2 separate regions of the Mus musculus genome follow, and region 2 is linked to region 1. The links are chromatin contacts, called in public Hi-C maps. All regions are on one chromosome and are shown on one strand. The core of a region is the stretch at or near the end of the contact, and the rest is flanking DNA. Distances in the headings are between cores, read along the strand shown. Region 1 holds the start of Shisa4 (shisa family member 4). Region 2 overlaps Ipo9 (importin 9).

Region 1 (4,120 bases), core at 680-3,179:
AACCTTTAACATTTGAGTTATAGTCTGTGATGGTAATGATAGAAATATTTACCAGTGTGGCTTAGCTAGGGGAGTTGTGCAAAGAGTCCGATGAGGTAGATGCCCAAATATTAGAGGGCCTTATGGCGTGGGCTTCAAAGACGACTCGGCAGTTCAGAGCACTTGGTGCCCTTGCTGAAGGAAGACCCAGGTTTGGTTCCCAGTGCCCATGGGATGGTTCACAACTACCCATAAGTTTAGCTCCAGAGCATCAGACACCCTCAAGGGCACCAGGCATGCGTGTAGTACACATGCACACATGCAGGCAAATACTCAGACACATAAAAAATATTTTCTTAAGTGTCCATGGCAGGAGACTAAGGTAGCCATTACTCTGCCTCAGCTGATCGGTAGTCCTGGTCAGGGAACTGCATGCAGGTGGAGCATGACTACTCCACATTCTGTAACTACCTGTCTGTCTGGCAGCAGTGAACGAATGCTTAGGGACTTTTGCTTCCTCTTTAGCTGTCAGAGTATTGAAAGAATGGACTCCAAGAAATGGACCCCAGGAACTTTCCGCTGGGTGAGGAATTGGTGAAGGCCCAGGGGCATACAGAAAAGGCACATATCTCCTGGTGAAAGACTTTACAGTTTGTCAGTAACCTTGCAGGAGCAACTAGGAGCCAAGGCAGTAATGGGCAGGGGAATCACATCTTGCCTGGACCACTTAGTCAAATATCTTACTCTCTATTTAAGCTTTGCCCTTACTTGAGATGGACTAGGATCTTTGTGCCGAGACCCCTCTTGGGGTTAGAAGCACCCTTTCACACAAGGGTTGCCCAAGACCATCAGAAAACAGATATTTACATTACATTCATAACAGTAGCAAAATTACAATTATGAAGTAGCAATGAAAATAATATTATGGTTGGGAGTCACCACAGTTTGAGGAACTGTGTCAAAGGGTTGCCACAGTAGGAAGGCTGAGACCCACAGGACTAGGGCATGGAAAGGAATCACTAGATCTCCATGACCCTCTTTCCAGTGTGGCCATATTGAATACATTTCACTATTAATTTGGTTATTTTAATTGTCTATTGAGGGTAATTGTCTAAACCTGGCTCGTTGGAGCCCCAGGCTCTGACGCTGAGTCCTGCATCAACTCCACACGAGTTGGTAAAGGTACATTGACTTTCTTCTTTGAGACTTTCCACCTGTAACTAACTGTTGACCCTGATAGCTTATGTAGTATTTTTTGCAGGCTTGCTCCATGAAGAAAAAGAGTTTCCACTGTAAAGTGTTTAACTGGCTGTGTCTCAAGTGGCGGCGGCCACCCCTACCGGTGAGGAGTGAGGCTATAGTTGGAGCTGTCCATTCAGAGGGAGAAGGGGCCATCTCAGGAGCCAGTGCAGCTGCCAGGGCCCAGGCCCTGTGGGCACCGATGGGGACAAAGCTTCTCTGAACTTCCTCTCAATGGATGCCTGTTTCTAGGAATGGGGGCAGGGTGACGCTGCCCCATCCTCCCCCTGCAGGACGTCCAAGACTGGACACCAGAGCAGAGGAGGTCCCACACAAGGGAAGGTGCGGCCCTGCCCCTCCAGAGTTGGCCCATGAGCTGTTCATTAGGAGGTGGCACCAGGATCAGTGTTTCTGGGGTCTGGGATAATGATTGGTCTCAGGAGAGAGGCGGGCACAGGGTACTGCCAGGCCTCCCTGACCGCAGTGACCAGCTGTTGGCTGTGCCCTTAAGGGCTCAGACTAAAGGAGTCACCACACTGTTGTGGACAGAGAGAGCAGGGCTGTGTCTTGGGGTGAGGGGTACCAGGCCGGTGCTGAGGCTGGGTGGGCGTCGCTGGTGGGCAGACCCCTGGGCGGGGCCCTGGCAGGGTTACTGCAGGCGGGGCGTTAGTCCCGCCCCAAGAAGGCGGGAGAGGAGCCAGAGCCTGGCCGCGGGCTGGGCGGTGCTGCAGCTCCCGCCGGCCGGCTTCGTCCAGCTTTGTCCTGCGGCCCCTTTTCCAGGCCGTCCTGGCCGCGCCCAGCCCCCTCTCGCCATGCCGCCCGCGGGGCCCCGCGGGACCGCGCCGCTCGCAGCCGTCGTCCTGCTGGTGCTTGGGGCTCCTCTGGGTAAGGGATGGAGAGCGACACGAGATGGGTGGGGTGGGGCGAGATCAGGGAGAGGTGAAAGGGACCAGCCATGTCCTCAGAGGCTATCTTCCGGGTGTCCATGCCCCCCAGATGCTTGCGGTTGTTCCCGGAGCAGGAAAGAAAGGGCGCTGAGAGGTCAGGCAGCGGGAACCTGACCCCCAGGCGCGGGGTTCAGCTTCAGGGAGAAAGGGGCTTCTAGGACTTCTAGCTTAGGGTAGAAACAAAAGTGAGCTTTCAGCTTGTCAAGGCAGTGAGATTGAGGGTGGCTAGAACTGAATTGGACTGGTGTCCACTGGGCACCTCCACCCCTGCCCGCAGCGCTGGCGAGTGAGGACTGCTTGTGGTATCTGGACCGGAATGGCTCCTGGCATCCGGGATTTGACTGCGAGTTCTTCACCTTCTGCTGCGGGACCTGCTACCAGCGGTACTGCTGCAGGGACCTGACCTTACTCATCACCGAGAGACAGCAGAAACACTGCCTGGCCTTCAGGTGGGCTGCGGACTCCCACTCCACCCCCTCTCCGGAGGCCTCCTGCTGGCTCCAGTGCCCACCTCCACATTCTTAACTGCAGGAGTCACCAGGACTCCAAATGGTGACAGAGCTGGGTGGTTGGTGTTAGTTACCATGGGCTTGCCTGGGCTGTTTCCAGGGGCTTTCTGGATCCTGACAGGTCCTGGGAGGGAGTGTGCTGAGTTAACACTAACATTCAAACAGCAGAGTGCCTTGGTAGACGCTCTGGTGAGAGGGCAGGAAGACTTGGGTTTTGTTTCCAGGCTGGTGCACTGTGATCCAGCTAAGGCGCTTGCCCTCTATAGAGTACCGCTACCTTTTAAAATAATATGGAAGTTGCTAGCCCGGCCTGGTGGCTCGCACCTGTAATCCCAGCACTCAGAAGGCTGAGGCGGGAAGATCATCACTAAAGAGTTCCAGACCAGCCTGGGCTACAAAGTGAGACTATCTCAAAAACGATAACACCACCAAATAAATAAATAAATAAATAAATAAACAAACAAATAAGAAAAGAAAAGAAAAGAAAAGAAAAGAAAAGAAAAGAAAAGAAAAGAAAAGAAAAGAAACAGTTGCCAAAATTAAAAGTTTTGCTAATCCTTCCCCCATCCAGCCCAGGGCTAAGGGTAGGCCCTCAAACAGGCCAACATGCTACTTTAAGCTACACTCCCAGCCCCCAAATTAGTGGTTTCAAACTTTTTAAAGGGAGCTGCAAACACATAAAACTGATATAAGGGGATTGCAAGCTCTTGTAAGATTTGATGATAATGGCCCTTCATTATTTCAAAGGCTCCATTGAGGCCAACATACTTTAAACCTAACCAATATAAAAGCAGTGGTAGGTGGGCACACTACAAATCCCAGCATGCCTCATGCCAGCTACCCAGACAGCATGGCCTCCTGGGAAGTAGAGGTCTCTTAGAGCTACTTAACAAGGTGGGCAGAATTAATCCCACAGGGAACCCCAAGACATAGCATGCTGTGGCTCCCTGCTGGCCAAGAGTTGGAGTCAGCTCCGTGAGGAGTTCCTCTTATGAATGTTGGAAGGTGAGAGGACCTGTTTTTTGTCTAAAGTCCCAAGACCATAGCAGGCATCGCCTCTGCTGTAATCCTCTTTGTTGCTGTGGTTGCCACCACCATCTGCTGCTTCCTCTGTTCCTGTTGTTACCTATACCGAAGGCGCCAGCAGCTCCAGAGCACGTTTGAAGGTACGCACAGAGTCAGGCAAGATGAGTCTGAAACGGGCTGGATTGACTGCTGTGATGGGCACCAAAGGGACGAAGGACTGGTGAATTCTGTAGTAGTGAGGGTTTCTGTGTGCCTGAGCATCGCCAGTGGGAAATGTGTGCAAGTGAACCCTTGAGCGTTAGACTGCATCCAGGAATGTATGGGAGCGAGTCAGTGTGCCCTTGTATGTGCATGCACATGAACTTTCAGTCGTGCGCAGGAATGCATCCGTCGGTGGTAAGTGTGCAGTAGGTATAAGCA
Region 2 (4,120 bases), core at 746-3,245, 36 kb before region 1:
TCATATTTCATATCTAGCCTTCCTTATTTCATTCAGGTGTTTATTTGTGTCTTGAAATGTGCTTGTTACACTGGGATCTCTCTCAGGGACTTCATCCGATTCTCACTAGAGATCATTGCTATAGTTTTAGTAATTTTGAAGGAGTTAGTTTGCTTTGATATTTCCTATTTTTTATGTTACTGCATTGGGTTTACATATCTGGTATTTTTTTCTTTGCTTGGTTTATTTTTTGTCAATTATATTTTTCAGATGACATATTTGAAATGGTCAAATGGGACTTGAATGTGTAGTTCAGAAAATAATTCCTTAGACCAGGAGTAGCTCTGAGGACCTGGTGTACAGTCTGTCTTATTCCCCGAATTCCATATTAGCTGTGAAAGCAACCACAGCTGCTTGATATCAGCACTAAGCAATTGTCAAGAACTGTTGGAGGACAAATAACCAGGTTTAAATAGTGTAGAGTAGACTCAAAATTTTTTGTTTGTAAGATAGAAATAGGGAGGATTTAGGATTTGTAAGAGGGAGGAGTTAGCATAGATCACCTTGGAGAAGAAAAACATTGAGGTTAGTAAAATGTAGCCAGAAGGGGAAAGTTGAGACCCCTTTGGGGTCTGCAGATTTTAGAGATTGTTAAAGCTGATGGGAAGTTTTCATTAAGTAGAAAGAGTAAGGGATGAGACTAAGAAGAACAGTATAGGAAGAAGAGGGGAGGTTATGGGGCTGGAGAGACAGCTCAGTGGTTAAGAGCACTGGCTGCTCTCCAGGGGACCTGGGTTTAATTCCCAGGGCTCCTAACCATCCGTAAGCCCAATCCCAGGGGTATACCTCCCTTTCCTGGTCCCTCCGCAGGCACTCGGTGCACAGACATACATGCAGACAAAAGCCCCCTCCCTCCCCTCAGAAGGAGGCTAGTGCATGCAGTTAAGCATGCATGCTGCTTTTGCAGATGACCTGAGTTGTATTCTGTGTAGCCACATCAAGCAGCTCATGGCTGCCTTTATTTAACTCTAGCTTCAGGGGATCCAGTGCCTCTGGCCTCTGAGGATCTACGCTCACACACACATTTGTAATTAAAAAATAAGATAGATATATGTATGTATATTTTAAAGACTGGTTATGGGGTAAATTGTTAGCTCAGCTGCACTTAGTTACAAATTAGTTCTCAATTCTTCTGGCTCTAGCAGGTTCTGCATGGTGTTGTGTGATAGAGGAGGAGATGGGAGCCTTTGATCTCTGAAACCTCTATGTTCCTGGGGCTCTGGCATATGAAAGGAGGGGAGGTTGAAAGTCCTTTTCTGCCGGGCATGGTGGCAGGCATGGGGGTGCATGCTTTTAATCTCAGCGCTCAAGAGAGAGGCAGATAGATCTCTACTTCGAGGCCAGCCTAGTCTACAAAGTGAGTTCCAGAATAGCCAAGGCTACACAAACAAACAAGAAAGTCCTTTCCTGATATAATTCCCTGGCTCCTGCACACTGAGTGGCATGTCGAGTTCCTACGCTCAGGTGTGTGAGGAGCAGCACTCGAGGTCTAGCCGTTGAATCTGTTTACTTGGCATCTATGCTGCATTTTACATGCCCACTCAGCATTAATAGCAGGTTACCAATTCTATGTCAAAGTCAGACCTTTCATTTGTCCTATTCTTACCCCCAGATACCCTTTTAGAGTTCCGACTGTGTACCTACTGGTGAGCTTTTAGCTCAGAAACATCAGAAAGGCCAAGGTGTTCCTTGATTGGCCTTTCACCTCCCTGCTTCTGTATGAGTGAGGTGACTGCTCTGTGGAATTGAACTTCTAAGAGCCTTTGCTTAGCTCTCCTAGTGCCAGGGTATCCAGCAAAGGGCAATTGTTTTAGCCAAGGAGAGGAAATCCTAGTTTTCCTGTACGGAGTTAGCTTCTTTCTGACAGACCTGGAGAGAAAGGATGGCTGTATAGTTACTCTGATTGGAAAGCAGAAGAGGCTTTGTACTTGACTAAGGAAATGACTATACAGTGAGGTCACTTTCTCCCAGCCAGGAGAAGGAACTGGTGAAGAAATGTGTATCCTTTGTAATGAGTCAGCAGGCATGAAGTGGACGGCAGCCAGCCTCCATTCACAAATAGCTACTCCAGTTGATTTCAACTTCACACCACAGGAACTGGAACATCCATGAGGACAGAAAAGTATTGGTGTGTGAGAAATGTGGGACCAGTTCTCTTTAGGGTTTTCCTTTTTTTATTTTGAGATGGAGGTCACTCTGTGTTGCCCAGGCTAACTTTTAACTCCTGGCTCCGGTAGTCCCACCTCACCTTCCAGAATAGCTTAGGAAAATAGGCATGTCCAGCTGTGCCCAGTGTCTTTGAGACTTTTTGGAGGAAGATACTGTTCTTGACTTCTGAGTTATTTTACTATTTATAAAAGAGAACTTGGTCTCAAGATATAAAGGGACTATATGCTAAGAATTTAAATATTTGATCTAATAGATAAATCTTTTACTTCTATCTTATAGTTTTGTAAATTTAGTTGTTAATACCCCAGACTTTTTGACTTGATAATAATGACCTCAGAAAACTTACTTTGAATTTAAACCTACAAAGTATGAACAAATTGAGACTACTCACAATGATTATAGAAAAGTTAAACTGTACAGTTAGTCACTTCAGTACTAAGACTCCTTTCTTTGTAGTGGTGGTGATGGTGGCGATGACACTGGGGATCGGACCAGACCCTTGAACGTGCTAAGCTGCACCCAAGCTCTATGCTATATTTATTCATAAATGCAGGCTATGCTTGATCCTAGGCCCAGAGGTGGTAATATGCTATCTAATGTATTTATTTGGGCTGACTTCAGTCTAAATGGAATTTGACATTTTATTAAGATATTAATTTTATTAAGACAAAGCTTGGAATTTATCTTTCAGAAGGAAGCCACATTCCTAAAGAACAGCTGGTCTCCAGTATTTGATCTGTATTTGACCTGTGGGGATTGATACAGGGTCTTTATGCATAGCATTTTCTTATTTAATTTTTTTCCATACACAAGACGATATGACCTGTCTTTCCTCACCTCTTTCAAATCTGCACATGGGTTAAACACCTTCACTCAGGAATCCTAACCCCAGAATTACACATTGATAAATGGAGTCGATGCTTAATACATTTTCAGATGGGTGGGAGGGTTGGTAGTTGGTTGGTTGGTTGATTGGTTGGTTTTTCTCGAGACTAGGCTCTCACCATGTAGCCCTGGCTGTCCTGGAACTCGATCTGTAGACCAGGCTGGCCTCGGACTCAGAGATCTGCCTGCCTCTGCCTTCCAAGTGCTGGAATTAAAAAGGCATGCACCACTATGCCCCGTTTGTTTTGTTGTTTACATTGAAGTAACTTGTCAGGAGACAGAACTGACAGAAACCAGAATGGCACTTGTGCTCAAAGCTGTCATGGCACAAGCTCAGAAGGACCCCTGTTTGCCTTACTTGTATGCAGTTGTGTTGCAGATGGCTTTAATCTGTGTGCTTTTCTTTTTAATATCTTGTATCTTCTTTTGTGTTCCTATTCTCTCTCCCCTTCTGACGAATAATGCTTCTGGCTCCTTGTCCTTCTTCAGAGTGAGTTTGCTAGACCAGTGGCCATTCCTAGGTCCGACTGGGAACTGCTACCTAGATGGCTTGCAAGCTTTCACACTTCATCTTTATGAAGTATCTTTTACTTTTTGTCTTTGCAGAGTTTACTCGAGAAGTGACAGACACACAGATGCCACTTGTTGCTCCTGTCATTCTGCCAGAGATGTATAAGATATTCACCATGGCCGAGGTATGGAATCTCAGCCCAGTAGGTGCAGCAAAAGGACCTGCCTGGCTCTGGTCAGCGCCACCTCTCAGGTGTATGGTGATGGTTGTTGTCACTGGTGCCCATGCCAAAAACTGGAATTGACATTGAGCTAGATCAGAAATTGAATTGACCGTAGTCTTTGATCTCATGACTACAAGGGAAAGCACTTGATGAAGTAACTGAAATGTCTCAACACCACTCAGCTTTGTACCCTATCACCCTTGAGTGCACAGTGCCATTCTTGACCTAACCTGCTCGGCCAAGGATTTAAAAATCATCTGTTACTTCATTGCAAGACTAGAATCTTTTTTTTT

Evidence for each region. Hi-C and Micro-C count contacts between places; a contact is called where the count stands out from the background.
Region 2: a Hi-C map of pancreatic cancer cells shows a contact between it and region 1, with 1.5 times the contacts expected there. The contact joins the enhancer-like site here to the promoter of Shisa4 in region 1. A contact is called at or near these places in 12 of 39 promoter capture datasets (the 3T3-L1 cell line, 3T3-L1-derived adipocytes, Sertoli cells and 6 more), 50 of 484 Hi-C or Micro-C datasets (the G1E-ER4 cell line, the MC38 cell line, cerebellar granule neurons and 27 more), 15 of 115 datasets of contacts at active chromatin or transcription factors (the 230-238 cell line, the HPC-7 cell line, the SCID.adh cell line and 9 more) and 4 of 9 other capture datasets (adipose tissue, embryonic stem cells, liver and 1 more).

Annotation. Positions count from the first base shown.
Region 1 is chr1:135,372,872-135,376,991 of GRCm38.p6, reverse strand. It overlaps Shisa4 (shisa family member 4), which reads left to right and starts at 1,929. Exons shown (of 5, transcript NM_175259.4): 1 at 1,929-2,103; 2 at 2,443-2,614; 3 at 3,707-3,840. The coding sequence starts at 2,031.
Region 2 is chr1:135,409,061-135,413,180 of GRCm38.p6, reverse strand. It overlaps Ipo9 (importin 9), which reads left to right. Exons shown (of 24, transcript NM_153774.1): 5 at 3,700-3,788. Among named protein-coding and RNA genes, the nearest start is that of Ipo9, 19 kb to the left of the region's middle. Within about 2 kb of position 1,995, at least 79 of the 459 cell types and tissues checked have an H3K27ac peak or open chromatin away from gene starts, as enhancers often do. A contact at or near this core is called in the HPC-7 cell line, the MC38 cell line, adipose tissue and 8 more, where this site is marked.